Regions from separate parts of the Triticum aestivum genome. Here region 2 is linked to region 1. Evidence: chromatin contacts called from public Hi-C data. All regions are on one chromosome and are shown on one strand. The core of a region is the stretch at or near the end of the contact, and the rest is flanking DNA. Distances in the headings are between cores, read along the strand shown. Region 1 has its middle 18 kb from the start of LOC123131056. Region 2 overlaps LOC123128552.

Region 1 (7,749 bases), core at 1,438-3,937:
TCCATGTAGGTGAGCATTTCCGCCTCCTTCGCGGTCTCCATCTCCTGCTGGCGACGCCGTCTGACCTCCGCAGCCGACTCCAGGCGGTGGGAATCGAGGATGGCCTGCTGCTCCGTCTGCAGATCCATGTCGTCAGCGTCCCCCACATCATCATCCTCCATCGGGTCATCCTCCTTCTCCGGATCCACTGCATCCGGAGATAGCCTGCGGTGATCCGGGCTTCGCGCCTTGCCCGGATCTGCTCAAGGAGCTACAGTCGGCGCTATGGAGGCATGGCTACAAGGCGAACGGGGAGTGGAAAGTGGCGGCGACGGCGGACATGCGGAGAAGAATGTGGATGGTAGGGTTCGGTGCCGGCGGTCGACTTAAATTGCTGGGCTAGGCACTACACTGCCCGCCGAAGCGACGCCACACGGCGACATCGATTCGACGGAGGAGACGAGTTTCGGACCACCGGGTTTCCGTGCGACTCCGCGTGGGACCCCACCGTCAGTCTGACGTGGCGGGCGCGCTCACGTGCGCCCATATCTACCCCATATTTAGACTAGATATGAGGGATGACGATCAGTCCGGGCGTTTGAGGCCCATTTAAGCCCTCCGTATGAGACGGGTTTGAGGCGTCCGGCTGTAGACGCTCTTAAAGTTTGTTTATCTATGCATTCATAACTTGTGTTTTTTTAGAAACACGGTACAAACGCTAACGACCGCATACACACACTCAACCCTACGTGTACATTTTAAAGACTAAGTCAACACATTTTAAGATTGATCAAGTCGTCACAAACTCTTCGTAGTTGATAAGCACACTATACCAGTGAATGAATAGATAAATGAATCTAAAAAATATAGTCCTGTTTCAAGTAGAGCTTGAATCAGGATGAGCTAGTTCTGCCAAGCTAACCATTTATACTATGCTTAGTTTCTATGTCGTGGTTAATTAGAACTTACAAAGCTCAGCACCAACCTTAACTAACATCTCCACGTGTAAGAATATGTTATCGTCTATCAAAGATAACTAACGATCTTTGTGAGGAAGTGTTCGATATTATAAACGATTTTGTAGTAACAGTAAAGTGGAGCCGAAACTTTCGTGATGTAATACGACGTTCCAGGACCATAACTGAAGACGACCCTTGTGGATTTACAACAGACCTCACATCAACGCTTAATTATATTGCAAAGCTGCTTTGTAGGTTGCATAAGATACTTCATAAAAAAAGTCCAGCATATAAGATATGTTCTCTGGGAACATATCCTTATCTCTAACTACCCTTTCGTGTCGTTTTTTAAGATGACGGGGACGACCCTTCCCTGCCGTTGCGGGCTCCCTCCTCCTCCCCCCCTTCCTCTCTCATCGCCATCGGAGGGCGCGACCAGGAAAAGCCTGGCCGGCGTCATCAACGCCGAAGCTCTTCGCCTTGTGGTAGCTTTTTGCCACGACGGCCTTTTTCCTCGGGCGCGCCGACGTCCGGAAGATGGTGAGACAGTGTTCCTTGGCGAGTTATGGTGGTGATGGTAGTTCGTGTGGGATGTCCGGCCATGGCAGAACACCTTACCCCTACCCCCTCTAGACCTCCGCCTTATAAGGGCGTCTAGGAGGAGGGGTGGTATGGCCTGCGGGGATCCCAGGTCACCCCAGGTGCTCAATTAGTTGTATATACTCCCAAAATTCTACCTCACATTATTACTGATTTTTCACGTTGTCGCCACTCTCTGTTCTGGTGCGATTTTTGTTTTTAGCCTTGATTTGGCCCTCTGCCGAAGGGGAGAAGCTTTATCTTCAACCTCTTCATCAACCCTTGCTGCTCCCATGATGATCCGGGGGAAGTTCACCTTCAAGACTTAGGGTGTGTGACAGTAGCTATATGTCATGTACCTCATTTTCTTGATCTTATGAATAATCAACGTGATGATGATCTCGGGTATTGATGATTAATTGAACCGTACTCCGTCTGTAAAGAAATATAAGAGCGTTTAGATCACTATTTTATGAATGTAGTACAATGTATCTCTTATGATTGATCAAATCTTTGACGCCCTCTAGCGTATCACAGTAGATAACTATGGCACTTCCGACATACATGAATGTAGCAAGCCCTCCAAGCCACGATGACAACATGCTCATGATGACATGATGGCCATGAGAAAAACAACAACTAATCCCCACCCTCTTTTTTTCAAGTAGTAGTAGAAACAAGCTACGTTTTACACGCGTAGCATGTCTGCAACCCTCGTTTGGATAGGAATAGCGGCAGATGTTGTCAAAGATGACGGATTCAAGCATATTACTGTTCTACTTTATAAGGTTCTCAAAAATAATTAATAAAATGATCGCATGCATCTCCCAAATGCAGAGGCCGGGGATCATCCGCCTTTTCTAAAAAAATAAAAATTGTCTGCAACCCAAGATGAAATACAGCCCACGAGAGATGAACCATGTTTGAGACCTCAACAAAGAAAGAAATGTTGCCTAAACCTAGTTCCCAAACCCGAACAGGAACGTAATCCAGAGGGTGGCTCCAACAGCTACAATCCAACAGTTGGGCGATGAGCAAAGCCAGACTAGAGCCCGACCAATTTAATTGCCACCATGTATCAACATCTCCTGCGGCCGTGGGGCAGCAGTCACGTACAGCACGGCAACGTGCCTATCCGCCAGCTCGCACGGCTCAAGAAAACAATTCCACCTGACACGGCCAGTCCGCCGTCGTGGGCCAGCCGCGCCACGACCAAAGGACGACGTACGTACGACCTGTGCACCACCCCGTCGGTCCGGCCCGGCGACAGCGTGCCCCTCCTTCTCCGTCGCCATCTCTCTGTCCGTCCAAACCACATCGCACCTTCCACTAGCGCGCATGGCTCCGCCGCCGACCTACCCATCCCCCTCACCGCAACTGAGGCCTGACGCGCACGCGACGGCCGGCCTGTACGGCCAGCGACCCCGACGCCGTAACCCGATTATTCCGACGGGCCGCCGTGTCAGCCACGCACACGATCCATCGCCCGCCCGACACACCAGAGGCCGAGCTCCGTATCAAAGGACGGCGTACGTACAGGCAGCGCACGGGTGCGCCACGCACCGGCGGCCAATCTCCTCCCGGCCCGCACGGGCTGTGCAACTCCTATAAAAACCACCGCGAGTGCCGCGAACCACACCGAACCACACCTCACTCCTTGGCTCTAGCTACCTGCTATAGAGCAGTGACCTCTTAGCACCACCACCAGAAGCGGCAGCGACGGCGAGAGGGCGATAGCGGTTGGACCGCCGGCGAGGGAGTTACCACCATCATGCAAGGGGACCAGGCGGAGAAGAGGGGGAAGGTGAAGAAGGGGTGGCTGGCCGTCCGGGTCGGCCAGGCGGAGCAGCACGGCGACGGGTTCCGGCGGTTCGTCATCCCCATCGCCTACCTCTACCACCCGCTCTTCCAGCGGCTGCTGGAGGCGGCCCGGGACACGTACGGCTACAGCTCGGCCGGCCCGCTCTGGCTGCCCTGCTCCGTCGACGAGTTCCTCCGCCTGCGCGCGCTCGTCGACCAGGAGACGGCGCACTCGCACTCCTCGTCGCACCGCGTGCACGCCGGCGGCTACCAGTAGCAGGCCTACTCGTTCGCCCCGTGCACCCGCGCAAAAATCACGTCCTGATCGACCCACATCGATCATCGAGCCCCGGCCCGCCGGCTTTCGTTTGTTGAGCACCGAGTGCGCAAGCGGCGGTAGTACATCTGCCTGCCGGAGAAAACAGTCACACATGTACATGTACACGTACATAGAGAGAGATACCAGATACGGAGGTGCATGAGAGGCAGTCAGTAGGTGATTACTGAATAGTCAGTTACCGGTGAGAGCAGGTATAGCACAGGCCAATATTTGATTGGTCTTTTTTTGTATTGATCGATATCAGGTGGCCTGATGAAACCAGTAGGCTTTTGTATATGTGTTTTCTAGGATTAAAATGATTTATGTTGTAAGATAACATTAAAGGGGAAGTTAGGGCATCTCCAACGCTGATCTCCAAACCCTCGCTTCTTTCGATCATTCCTGCTAAAACAGTTGGCAATGACTCATTGGAAACTTCTATTGGATCTGGGAGAAGAAGAAACCCAATCAATGGGTAGGTAGTCAATTTCTGCACAGTGGAACGTGTAACCCGCCTGCTGTCCAAGTCAACCACTGAATTTTTTGTCTACAGCGGAGAAAACCAATCCATCGACAGAGATGCACGAGCCAACCATCCAACTGTAGCGTAAACCGGATTTTACTTAATTAGACGATTTTCATCAAACGTGACCAAATTCATCAAAATTTGGATAGAAAATAGACAAAATCATGCATAAATAGCATGCAAATATGTCTACTACAACAATAGTTCAACTCAACGAGATTAACCGGATGTTCAATAAGTTTTTGATGAATTGATTATGTTATCCCACACATACTGCATCTTGAGCTTCATCCAACAATGTATGTGCATGAATGGTCTGTCGTGTGACCTCTACTACATTATGACAGCTCGTGCAGGCTAGGCGTGTAGAGCAACAATTAATGAGTGAAGGAGTGAATCAATCAACATGTACATTAAGAAGAGGCAGAAATTATGATCTTCATGGTTGCCATGCGCAATGGCCACATTGCCTCCATAATACTTCATGATGGAGTTCTCGATGGTGTACTATCAATACAGTAAGGACTTGACATTGCATGCATAGATGATGTGCATGTCATAGGACGCAGTGTGCTTTCGCGCATGAAACAAACCATGCACGCGCTATCAAAAAACCCTCTTCCGCTCCTGCCTATAAAGTCCGTAGATATGGCCAACCACGCATCGCATAACAACCCATCCTCCTCCACCGAGTACCCCGCAATCCTTCTTACTCTAAAAAACGACATGAATTTCGAAAATAAGCTCGATGCTATTTGACCGAACACCTGCCGGGTGTGGTGTCTACCATGGACGTCGATAGGGGGCGGGGGTACGTGGGCCGCGGAAGGATCCTGGTGTGGTGTCCACCATTTCGAAAAGAAAGACATGTTTATTGTAAAAAAAACTTCCTGACTTTTTGATTTTATTATTATTAATTTTTCCCATATGAGGTGCTTATACACCAGGAATGGAAGGGTATTTCCCCAACAGTGATGCTATTCTTTCGTACAAGTCTTACGCACGAATAGGATTTCTGAAGAAAGAGGTCACGCGTTACTATCATCTCTTTTCTCCTCCATAAGAAAAGTCCCTTCTCCTCCCATCGATGCCGCCACCGGTCTGCCCCATATCTAATGGCCACTTGGCCATGGAGGTGAGGAGGATCTCGGCCCCCGTTGGCGGGAGGTACTCCATTCTCGTTCTTGTTAGATTCAACATTTTCGTTGGGGTTGTATGGTGACGACGGTGTCATTTGGTAGGAATAATGTCTCCCGCGTTCTATCCATGTCCCGATGATGCGTCTGCTATCGTCGGAGGGCGTGTGGAGGTGTGTCTTCGTTGGATCTCGCGGGATTCGGTCGGTGGTGCTGGTTTTCGGTGGATCTGTTTTGATCTGGTCTTCGTTTGAGTGTTTACAGGTTTGATCCTTCTGATATACGACTTTTCTCATCAGCGACGGTTGATGCTTTGATGCGCTGGTCCTACGGGCCTTAGCACGACGACTTTCCGACTGCCTACTACAATAATGTTTGTTGCCTGGCTCCCGTGAGGGAGAGGCGATGACGGCGGCGCGCCTTCGGCTCACTCCAGTGCTTGTAATCGTCGCTAGATTGTCCACGAACATGGTTATAATTTGTATTACTCTTTTGTTGTTTTTACTGTCATGATTGAAAATGAATAGATTGAAATTTTGTCGAAAAAAAAGAATTCCCACATAAAGAAACACATGCATCGGCCGTAGAAGCTTCCATGAGTGGTATGTCGGTTGGTCAGGCCGGCGGCCGTGCAAGCAAAGCGTCCCCAGCTCCACCGAAAGCCACTGCTGGTGCAGTATCCCCCCACAATCACTAGTTAGTCAGTAGCGTCATCCATCTCCCCTCCGTACGACGGCCGGGAAAATGAAAATGCATCCTCGCGCAGCCCGCCATTGTCTCGGTGTCCCTTATCAAGTTATCATGGCATATCGCGAGAGCCTTTTCCAGACGCGGCTGGGCTTGACTTTATTTTCCCCGGAGATTTGGCGGCCGATTCGCCCGAACCGGGGGCAGCCGCCCGGCCCTCCGGAGCCTCTTCCTCCTCGGCTTTTCCTTTCTTTGGCGGCACGTAGTACGTGCCCGGCTCCAACTTGATGCAGTGCACCGTGTTTGCTTGGCATCTCACCTCGCCCACGCGTGGCCGCCACTGGCAGTAAGTCAGTCAACCGCGAATCAAGGCAGAGGAGGATCGGCTTCCCGTCCCGTCCATGGGACCAGCGAGTGAACAGTGACGGCCACCAATGGCGAAGCTTTTGCAAGGAATATTTGCCGGTGATGAGCGATCATGACGATGATACGGATCGACGATGGTGGCTTTCGATGGACATCCGTTGCCGCGTTGCGCTTGCGTGCCCCCCGTGGCTCCGTTGCTCTCAGTGCCAAAGCGCCAAGGGGCCCGTTAGATAGATAGATAGATAGCGAGCACGTACCACCACCACCTTTCTACGTACAGTATGCACGAGAGCAACCGCGCGCGACGGGTCGAGCTGTGGTACAGAAGTGCACGCTGTTTTGTATCCAGATACGCCGGGGTAAATGGTCGTGTCAGGCGTGCCTGTGAGGCAGCCTAGCAGTATGAACACATTCTTGTCCCGGTGGTTCCGAGGGCGTGATGACCTGACCGGTTGGTAACGTTCCTGGCGGAAGATCGGCGACGGCGACACGGGAGTCCCATCGTCCGTAGGTTCAGTACCTCTAGTTGGTGGCCGGATCGGCACGGTTTGTGTGTTTCATCGTCTAGTTCAGTCGAGAGACGAAGGATGGGACGGGAGCCGTGCTCCGCCGGGCAGCGGACGCACTGAATGGACTTCAGGCGCCTGCTCCATTTCTACCGGGTTTGCACATTGCATGGAACGGAGTTCTTACGTACTGCTTTGCTCAGACGGCGGCACCTGCATCTTCTGCATGCACGCGCTATCTCGTCATCGTCATGCTGCCACATTATGGTCGCCGGCGAATGTGATCACGCACGCAAGTCCACCCAGACTATATTGTATGGTAAAGCCGGTGGAGAAATACGTAGTACGTGCCGTATAAACTTTGCCTCCGGCGTCAACCGTAGGTTACCCGTCTAGAGCCAAAATGCTACACCTAGGTAATGGGTGTATACCATGCCAAAAAAAAGGTAATAGGTGTATACGGAACTTATGTGGCAGCTTGTAGTGGGCTAGCATCCCTAAAAAAACTGTAGTGGGCTAGTGTAAGGCCACTCGTCTGCCCGTCTCGAGGAAAGCAATCCACCGCAGCACCGACTGGTCCAGCGTTTTCACCGGCCGAAGCGGGAGAGAAGAGAGCGAAACTAGCGAAGCGCGCGGCCGTGTAGGCGTAGGCCCCTCGACTAGGAAGCGAGGCGCGCGCGAGGGTGACCGGGATGTAGGCGCACGCACGCGCCGCGTCCATCCATCGCCGTCCATCTGCTGTGGCGTGGCAGCGCCATCACCCGCGCCTGCCTAGCTTATCCCGTCGTGGTGTTAACGCGCATGAATCGGCCATGGATGATGGCCACCGTCCGGGACCTGGTGAGTTGCGCCGGGGCGTGGAATCACGTACGCAACCGTCGGGCCGGCTGGG
Region 2 (7,749 bases), core at 1,996-4,495, 49 kb before region 1:
GATGCTGAGGGAAACACAGCTGATAGCTCAAGGACACTGATATCTTTCAAACGGAAGTTCAGTGAGAGGGGGCCACTTGCTGGTAAGCGACTTCCACAAAGATCAGTGAATGCCCTACTGAAATTGGAAGGTGGAAAACAAAAAACAAAAGATAATAAGGTTTGTACTGTTTTCTTTCCAGTTGTTCAGTTATTTCTGGCACCAAGCTAATGCACAACACATGATTTTGCAGCAGGCAGAAACCTTTCAAAAGGAGCTGGTTATGACATCTGATCAAGCGTCCACACAGAACCAACGCCTTCCAAAGGGATATGCATATGTACCCCGTGATTCTCTTTCTAAAGAGAAACCATGGAAACGAAATACACAGACCCATGAACCACAAGAGCCTGGTGGATAGGGATAGCTGAAATTCACAAAAAATTTGCATGCCTAGTGTTGTCAACTGAAAAGCACAAGCATCAAGCAGTGCTGGCCTGTGCTTTTGCTGCAAGGATTACCAAACTAATTGGAATCAAGGTGTAGAATGATGCAAACCAAACTAGTTGTGAATGAGTGTTTGGTATGGGCTGGGGTGACTTGGATGAATGGAAACATAGGTGCAATTCACCTAGCAGGGCTATACAAAGACGCCTGTCACCTGTGTATATAGATTTGTTTTTTAGAGTACAGATTTTGTAATTTTTCCTTGTACATTCCTACCTTTTACAAATGCATAGTTTAGTTATGCAAAAGAGAGTGAGAATCACCATTCCTTTTTGGCTGTAGAAGAAAATAAGGGACCTGGAATGACTGCTGGGATGGCATTCCACCTGTGATTGGGAGGACGCATTTGGTAATATCTAACAAGATCTGATTCATGTTATTTGTAGGAATGGAGACAGTGAAAGCAGTCCGATAGACTGGACCAGCTACTAATGTTGAGCAGGCAGTTACCGGTGAGAGCCGGTATAGCACAGGCCAAGATTGGATTGGTCCTTTTTGTGTTGATTGGTATCAGATGGTCGTCTGATGGAACCAGTAGGCTTTTGTATATATATTATTCTAGGATTAACATGATTTATGCTGACAACAGCAAAGGGGAAGTTAACATGGTTACCAGATTTTCCAGTTATGTGCTGGGATTCAGATATTTTGGTCTGAGACAGGTGTTTTCCGCTTGCCGTCCAGATTTGTAAGTTTGGTCAAATGTGTTGGCTTGTCCTGCAAGCTGCACTGGCAATGTAAAGGCATTTGTTCAGTTTTGTAATGGTAACTGTTGCCATTAATTGTGCTTGAACCCTGCCAGTTGGTGCCTGCTGTATGTTTCCAAGTGGTGATTTTCTGATGGGCTTCGGCATTGGAGCCAGGCATGTGACGTCGTTTGTACTCCTATAAATAGACACTGATGTGGCGATTTGGCGTGGAATCTCTTCAAAATTGTCTTGTGCCATTTGTATGCCTCTTTATGCTGTTGCATTTGGCTTCTGGGTGCTTGTTCTGCCAGATGCAGGTATTTGCGTGAAGATGCAAGTGCTGTTCTTGTTGCGTAGTGTTTCGGTTTATTTCTGCTGGTGATTCACGTTTAGTCGGTGTCTTGGGGCTCCACACACGACCTTGCTTTCATCACCAGGCAAAACATGTCATCTGTGCACCTGTTTTGCCACCCCTCGCCCGTAAGAGCAAGCTGTTGGTGTGTTGTTGAGGCGTTTGCCTGCGCCATAAAAGCAAGAAGCCATTCACTCACACGCTTCCAAAAACGGGCAACTGTTTCCTCTCCTAGCCAGTTTAAAACAAACCTTTTCATCTCCCCAGCCGCCGCCTCCTAACCCTAAGCCGCCGCCGCCGCCACAACTACTGCCGCCGCCTCGGTCCCCCTCCTCTTTCCCGTCCGGCGGCCTCGTCGGCGGCAAGAGGAGTGGGGACCCGTTCGTCTTGTTTTATTTTTCTTAGGTTTTTGTTTCTCCGGTGGCATCGACGAGGTGGTGGCGACGATGGCGTGTTGGAATAAAGTCTCTCCGGTCTCTCCCTACCTCGACGACGTCCGATCCGGCGCCGGCGAAGGGCATGTGAGAGTTTGTGTCCCCAGATCGGTTGGTTCCCTTCAGATCTTGGCAGTTGGTGTGTCTTTCAAGGAGTACTTTGGGCTGGCGTTTGGTGTGGCGACCACGACATCTTCTGTGTTGTTCTGTGGCTTAACCCGGTTTCTCCAACCCTCTGATCTGGTGGTGGTGGATTGCAAGTTTGTTCTGCTTGGGGTGATGCTCCAGCCGATGCTGCTTCAACGACTTTTAGATCTCGTCTCAAGGGGCGAGTGGCTATTGCGGTCTTCAAAGCCTTGTGTGGCGAGGGCATTTGCAGGTTTTGCTTTTCTTTGCTGTTGGTTCAGTGCAATTTTCAATCACCGGCGGGCAGCGTACAATCAGAGGAAGAAGAAGACTAGTATGCTTTTTATTGTAATTTTATTTTTTACTGGTCGTTCTACGTCCAGTTGTCTATCCTTTGTACTGGCCTTTGTTTTCCTCGATGATAATCAGATTTAAGATGCCCTTTGGGTGTCTTTATTAAAAAAAAAACTGTTTCCTCTCCTGCGCAAGCTGTTGACACGTTGCTAGAGACAGTAGTGAAACAGAACACATGCCCAATTCAGAAGTCATGAGATGGAGAACATGGCACATGTGTAAGCTATCTAAAAAAACCCGAACATGGCACATGCCGTAGAAAAAAGGAAATACCACGGTGCCACTTGGTTTCTCCGACTGCGCGCGCAGAGGCGCAGGCGCCTGTTCGACCGTAGCCAGCCACGCACGCAGCCGAGTAAAAGAAAGAGGCGCACGCCGACAGCCGTAGAAGCTTCCATGAGACCGTGACAGGCCGGCGACCGTGCAAGCAAAGCGTTCCCAGCTCGACCGAAAGCCCAAGCCGAACACTGACCATCATCCACCCCTCTCTCCTCCATCGTCGCGGTGTCCCTTATCACGGCATATCGCAATGAGAACTGTAGCATTTCTCTATTGCAATAGGCGCCTTTTTTCCAGACGTGGCTTGACTTTCTTTCCGGGAGATTCGGCCGGTCCGTGGCACTGCCTGCCGCCCAGCCCTCCGGAGCCTCTCCCTCCCTCTCCCTTGTGCTTTTCCTTTGGCACGACCCGGCCCCAACTCGCAGCAGTGCGCCGTGTTTGCTTGGCATCTCGCCCCGGCCACGCGTGGCAGCCAGTCAACCGCGAATCGAGCAGGGGAGGCCAGCCCAGCCCTGCATCGATGATACGATACGATCGGCATCCCGTCCCGTCCGTGGGATGGGACCGGCGCGTGAACAGCGACGGCCACCAACGGCAACGGCGAAGCTTTTGGAAGGAATATTTGCTGCGCGTGGCTCCGTCGCTCTCATCGCCAAAGCGTCAAGCGGCCGGGATAGACAGATAGATACAGATAGCGAGCACGGACTGTACCGCCGATCGAATCCCTCCCACACCACACCCCCGTCCATCTTGGCATGGCGCCATCGACGGCCACGATTCCGCCAACATGGCTTCTTGATCCTTCCCGGCCACGCAACGCCTTTCTACGAACTGTGTGCGCGAGAGCAACCGCGAGCCACGGATCGAGCTGTGGTACGTCCGAGTACCGTCTCGAAGGAATGCGCGTGCGTGGCAACTGGTTTTCGCGGCAGGGACTGGAACTGCATCTGATAGGCCATGGTAATTTGTCCATAGGTCTGGCTAGGTCTCAGTCAAGACTTAATCAAGTCTCAGTCAAATGATATACAATATATAGTAAGAAAAAAGAAAAACTAAAAAGAATTTTTTGTACGAATCTACATGGAAAATCAGAGAAAGATAGCACCGACCAAGACATAACAACGTCTGAGATTTTAAAATAAATAAATAAACGGAGCCTTTATTCATTAGAAATAACTAGTACATCGTCTGTGAAAATCATTACAATTTCATTTGAAGGTTCCTCAAACCAACTGTTAATAGCAGGATCAATCAGGTTCCCCATCTTCGTTAACAAACGCCCCCCCCCCCCCTTGAGGGTCACAATTTTTCTTGTCGCACAGTTTGAGATCCCGGCATCTTTTCAAATAGTATTAATATTCCAACCATTCCCCACTTGTTAAATGTAGTCGCGTTTTAGGGACTCCATCCTGGCCATGATACTTTGCCATGTAAATGAAAAGCCTGTCTTTAATTTGGTGTTCAACAAATCGCCACCAGGATGCTACTTAGCCCTTAGGATTATAGCACACAAAGAGTCGGGTTTATCAATAAGACGTCACGCCTGCTTGTCCATCATGGTTCATACTGGAATTTTATCTATTTATGGGTCAGCCCAATAACAATTTCAGAAATTCCTAATAAATCCTAGAGGCCCATTTAGTCCATTTGTGCAAGGCAAGGGATACTATTAAAGTTTAGTCCCACCCACATTGCTAGTTTAGAGGAAGTTGGACCTCTTTATAAAGGAGGTTCTTTCCCCATATGTATGAGTATGAGAACAAGAGGGACATCCACGCGCGCTCCTCCTCCGCCGCCCGCCTCGTCACGACACACTGCGCCGCGGGTTGCGGGAATGAGCCGAGCCGCTTCGTCTCCCTCCGTTGCTTCACCTCCCGCCGCAGCATGTTCGCGTCCTTCTCCTGTGCCTATATAAGAGAGGTCGCTCCTCTCCAGAGAGACACACCAGAAGCTCCTCTTCCTCTGATAAGGTTTTTGGGAAGCGCTCCGCGCGACTACTGGCTTCTTCATCACGGACTCCGACGACTTCTTCCCCGACATCGACTACCTCGGCGACGACATGGCTGGAGAGGATGTCGACCCCAAGTCTAGTGCTTCTGCTGCTGCTGTCCCGTACATGTTCTTGCTCTTTCTGTTAGATGTCATGACACAGTTCTTTGCTCTAGTTTCTGCCCTACATATGTTAGGTTCTACTTCATATATGCAACTTTATCTAGTGTCTGTTCTAGATGTGTTTAGTTTAAGTTCATATATGCAGATGCTTTTTACCTTGTCTCTGTCAGAACACATGACTTGTTTTATCTCTACTATATTAGTCATGCTTTATCTAGTACTTCTGTTAATAAAATCATTTGGTAAATTGCTCATATTTTCAACAATCCAAAAACCTTATTATAGGCAATTTACCCCAAGTGGTTTTGCTACTTCCATGAGACCTTCTATGTTTGAGGGTATCCACTATAAGAGGTGGCGCGTGAGGGCAGTCTTATGGTTTCAAACCATGAGTTGCTATGACGCCACTCTCGGCAAACCTGAAGGAGAGCTTGATGCTCAACAGGCACAAGCTTTTTAGAAAATGGATACTCTGTTTAAGGCTTCTCTCTTGAGTGTTCTTGGTGAGAACATAGTTGATGTTTATGCGTCAATTGATAATGGAAAAGATATGTGGGATGCACTCGGTGCCAAGTTTGGGGTCTCGGATGCTGGCACTGGGCTATATATCATGGAGCAATTCTATGATTACAGGATGACTGAAGAGCGCTCCGTAGTTGAGCAAGCTCATGAGATACAGTCATTTGCTAGAGAATTTGAGCACTTTAGTTGTATGCTACCGGACAAGTTTGTTACCGCAGGTATCATCACTAAGCTTCCTCCTTCGTGGAGGAACTTTGCTACCTTACTGAAGCATAAGAGACAGAAGTTTTCTGTTCCGGATCTCATTGGCACTCTTGATGTGGAAGAAAAGGCGAGAGCAAAGGACACACGTGCTCGAGGTATTGAGGAAGGATCTAGTGCCAATGTGGTACAGAAGCAGAACTTCCAGCCCAACAAGTTCAAGAACAAGGGCAAGTTTGATGGTAAAGCAAAGTTTGATGGGAAGAACAAGGTTGTCCAGCACAAGAACTTCAAGAAGAAGAATGACAAGAAGAAAGGTGTCTGTCATGTGTGTGGGGATCCTGATCATTGGGCTTCGAGTTGTCCTAATCGCTATGACAAGCGTCATCCTGGGAAAGGCGGCAAGACCGCTAATGTTGTCATTGGATACACTGACATGAAGAATGATGGGTATGGTATATTTCCCACTATTCTTTCAGTATGTCATTCTCCTGATTGGTTGATTGACACGGGTGCTAATGTGCATGTATGTGGTGATATTCCCATGTTTTCGTCTTATCAGACCGCAGAGACTTCAACTGTTGTCGGTGTCAAAACCGGCAGATCTCGGGTAGGGGGTCCCGAACTGTGCGTCTAGGCCGGATGGTAACAGGAGGCAGGGGACACGATGTTTTACCCAGGTTCGGGCCCTCTTGATGGAGGTAAAACCCTACGTCCTGCTTGATTGATTTGATGATATGGGTACTACAAGAGTAGATCTACCACGAGATCAGAGAGGCTAAACCCTAGAAGCTAGCCTATGGTATGATTGTATGTTGTCCTGCGGACTAAAACCCTTCGGTTTATATAGACACTGGAGAGGGTTAGGGTTACACAAGGTCAGTTACAAAGGAGGAGATATTCATATCCGTATTGCCTAGCTTGCCTTCCAAGCCAAGTAGAGTCCCATCCGGACACGAGACGAAGTCTTCAATCTTGTATCTTCATAGTCCATCAGTCCGGCCAAAGGTTATAGTCCGGCTGTCCGGAGACCCCCTAATCCAGGACTCCCTCGGTAGCCCCTGAACCTGACTTCAATTACGATGAGTCCGGCGCAGAGTATTGTCTTCGGCATTGCAAGGCGGGTTCCTCTTGAAATTCCGTGTACCTGTTGAAATAGTGTCCGGCCTTTTGTGAATGTTGCACTCCTTGGCTTCCACGCCCAATAATGGTCACTTTCCACGTGTCAAGCGAATGTGAAGAGCCAGGGTGTTTTTACATTTACCCCCCTAGCTGTGTGAATGAGCTGCCTATTAAAAAGACGAGGATTCAGATCCAAATCACACCATCTTCCCTTGGCGAGCCTTCATCGGAGCGCATTCGACAGAGATCCATTCCATCATGGCCGGTCGCCGCAGCTCCTCCTCTCGCTCCCCTAGCCCCAAGCCTGGAGATTGGGAGAGATGTTCCGTCCTGCATAGCAAATTAGTGATGCTTCAGACCAAGGGATTTCTTCCCCCAGCGTACATGGTCCCAGTTCGAGCCGGGCTTGCCACCTATAATGGCGGAGAGCAAGCGGAGAACCTTCCCAATCCCTCCAAGGGAGAGCGGGTATGCCTTGTCCCTTATTTGGTATGAGGGCTCGGATTTCCAATTCATCCGTTTCACCAGGGGCTCCTGGAGTTCTACGGCCTCCAGTTGCATAACCTTACGCCTGCCTCCATGCTGCATATCACGGGATTCGTAACCCTTTGCGAGTTGTTTTTGGGCTGTGAGGCTCATTTCGCTCTGTGGAGGAAGCTGTTCTGCCTTGTGCCCCGTTCTCAGAAGGGGTCAATATATCAAGTGGGCGGAGCCGAAGTGTGGCATATTGCCGGGACCGGGTACCTGTCCGGAACCCCAAAGAAGACGTCCGAAGACTGGCCTTCAGAATGGTTTTATATAGAAGACGTCCCCCTCCCGGATCCTATTAGAATCGGCCTTCCTGAGTTCGACAACGCCCCTTTGAAGAAGCGCCGGAGCTGGCGTTCATGGAGCTCCCAGGAAGAAGAGGACAGGGACGTTCTTTACCTGAGCCGGATAAGTTTTTTAGCTCGATCCGGATTAACCATGATCGAGGTCATGGCCATATGTATTATGCGGGGGGTGCAGCCGCTTCAATATAGAGGCCATCCCATGTGGGATTTCAACGGGGAGGATGACACCACCCGCCACG

What was found. A called contact is a pair of places that touch in the nucleus more often than the background predicts.
Region 2: a contact with region 1 is called in a Hi-C map of leaf, with 3 times the contacts expected there. The contact joins two enhancer-like sites. A contact is called at or near these places in 2 of 5 Hi-C or Micro-C datasets (both in leaf).

What each region holds. Positions count from the first base shown.
Region 1 is chr6A:565,269,844-565,277,592 of IWGSC CS RefSeq v2.1, reverse strand. It overlaps the pseudogene LOC123131054. Among protein-coding and RNA genes, the nearest start is that of LOC123131056, 18 kb to the left of the region's middle. Within about 2 kb of position 2,687, at least 1 of the 8 cell types and tissues checked has an H3K27ac peak or open chromatin away from gene starts, as enhancers often do. A contact at or near this core is called in leaf, where this site is marked.
Region 2 is chr6A:565,319,262-565,327,010 of IWGSC CS RefSeq v2.1, reverse strand. It overlaps LOC123128552, which reads left to right. Exons shown (of 19, transcript XM_044548588.1): 18 at 1-159; 19 at 236-1,268. The coding sequence ends at 400. Among protein-coding and RNA genes, the nearest start is that of LOC123128552, 18 kb to the left of the region's middle. Within about 2 kb of position 3,245, at least 5 of the 8 cell types and tissues checked have an H3K27ac peak or open chromatin away from gene starts, as enhancers often do. A contact at or near this core is called in leaf, where this site is marked.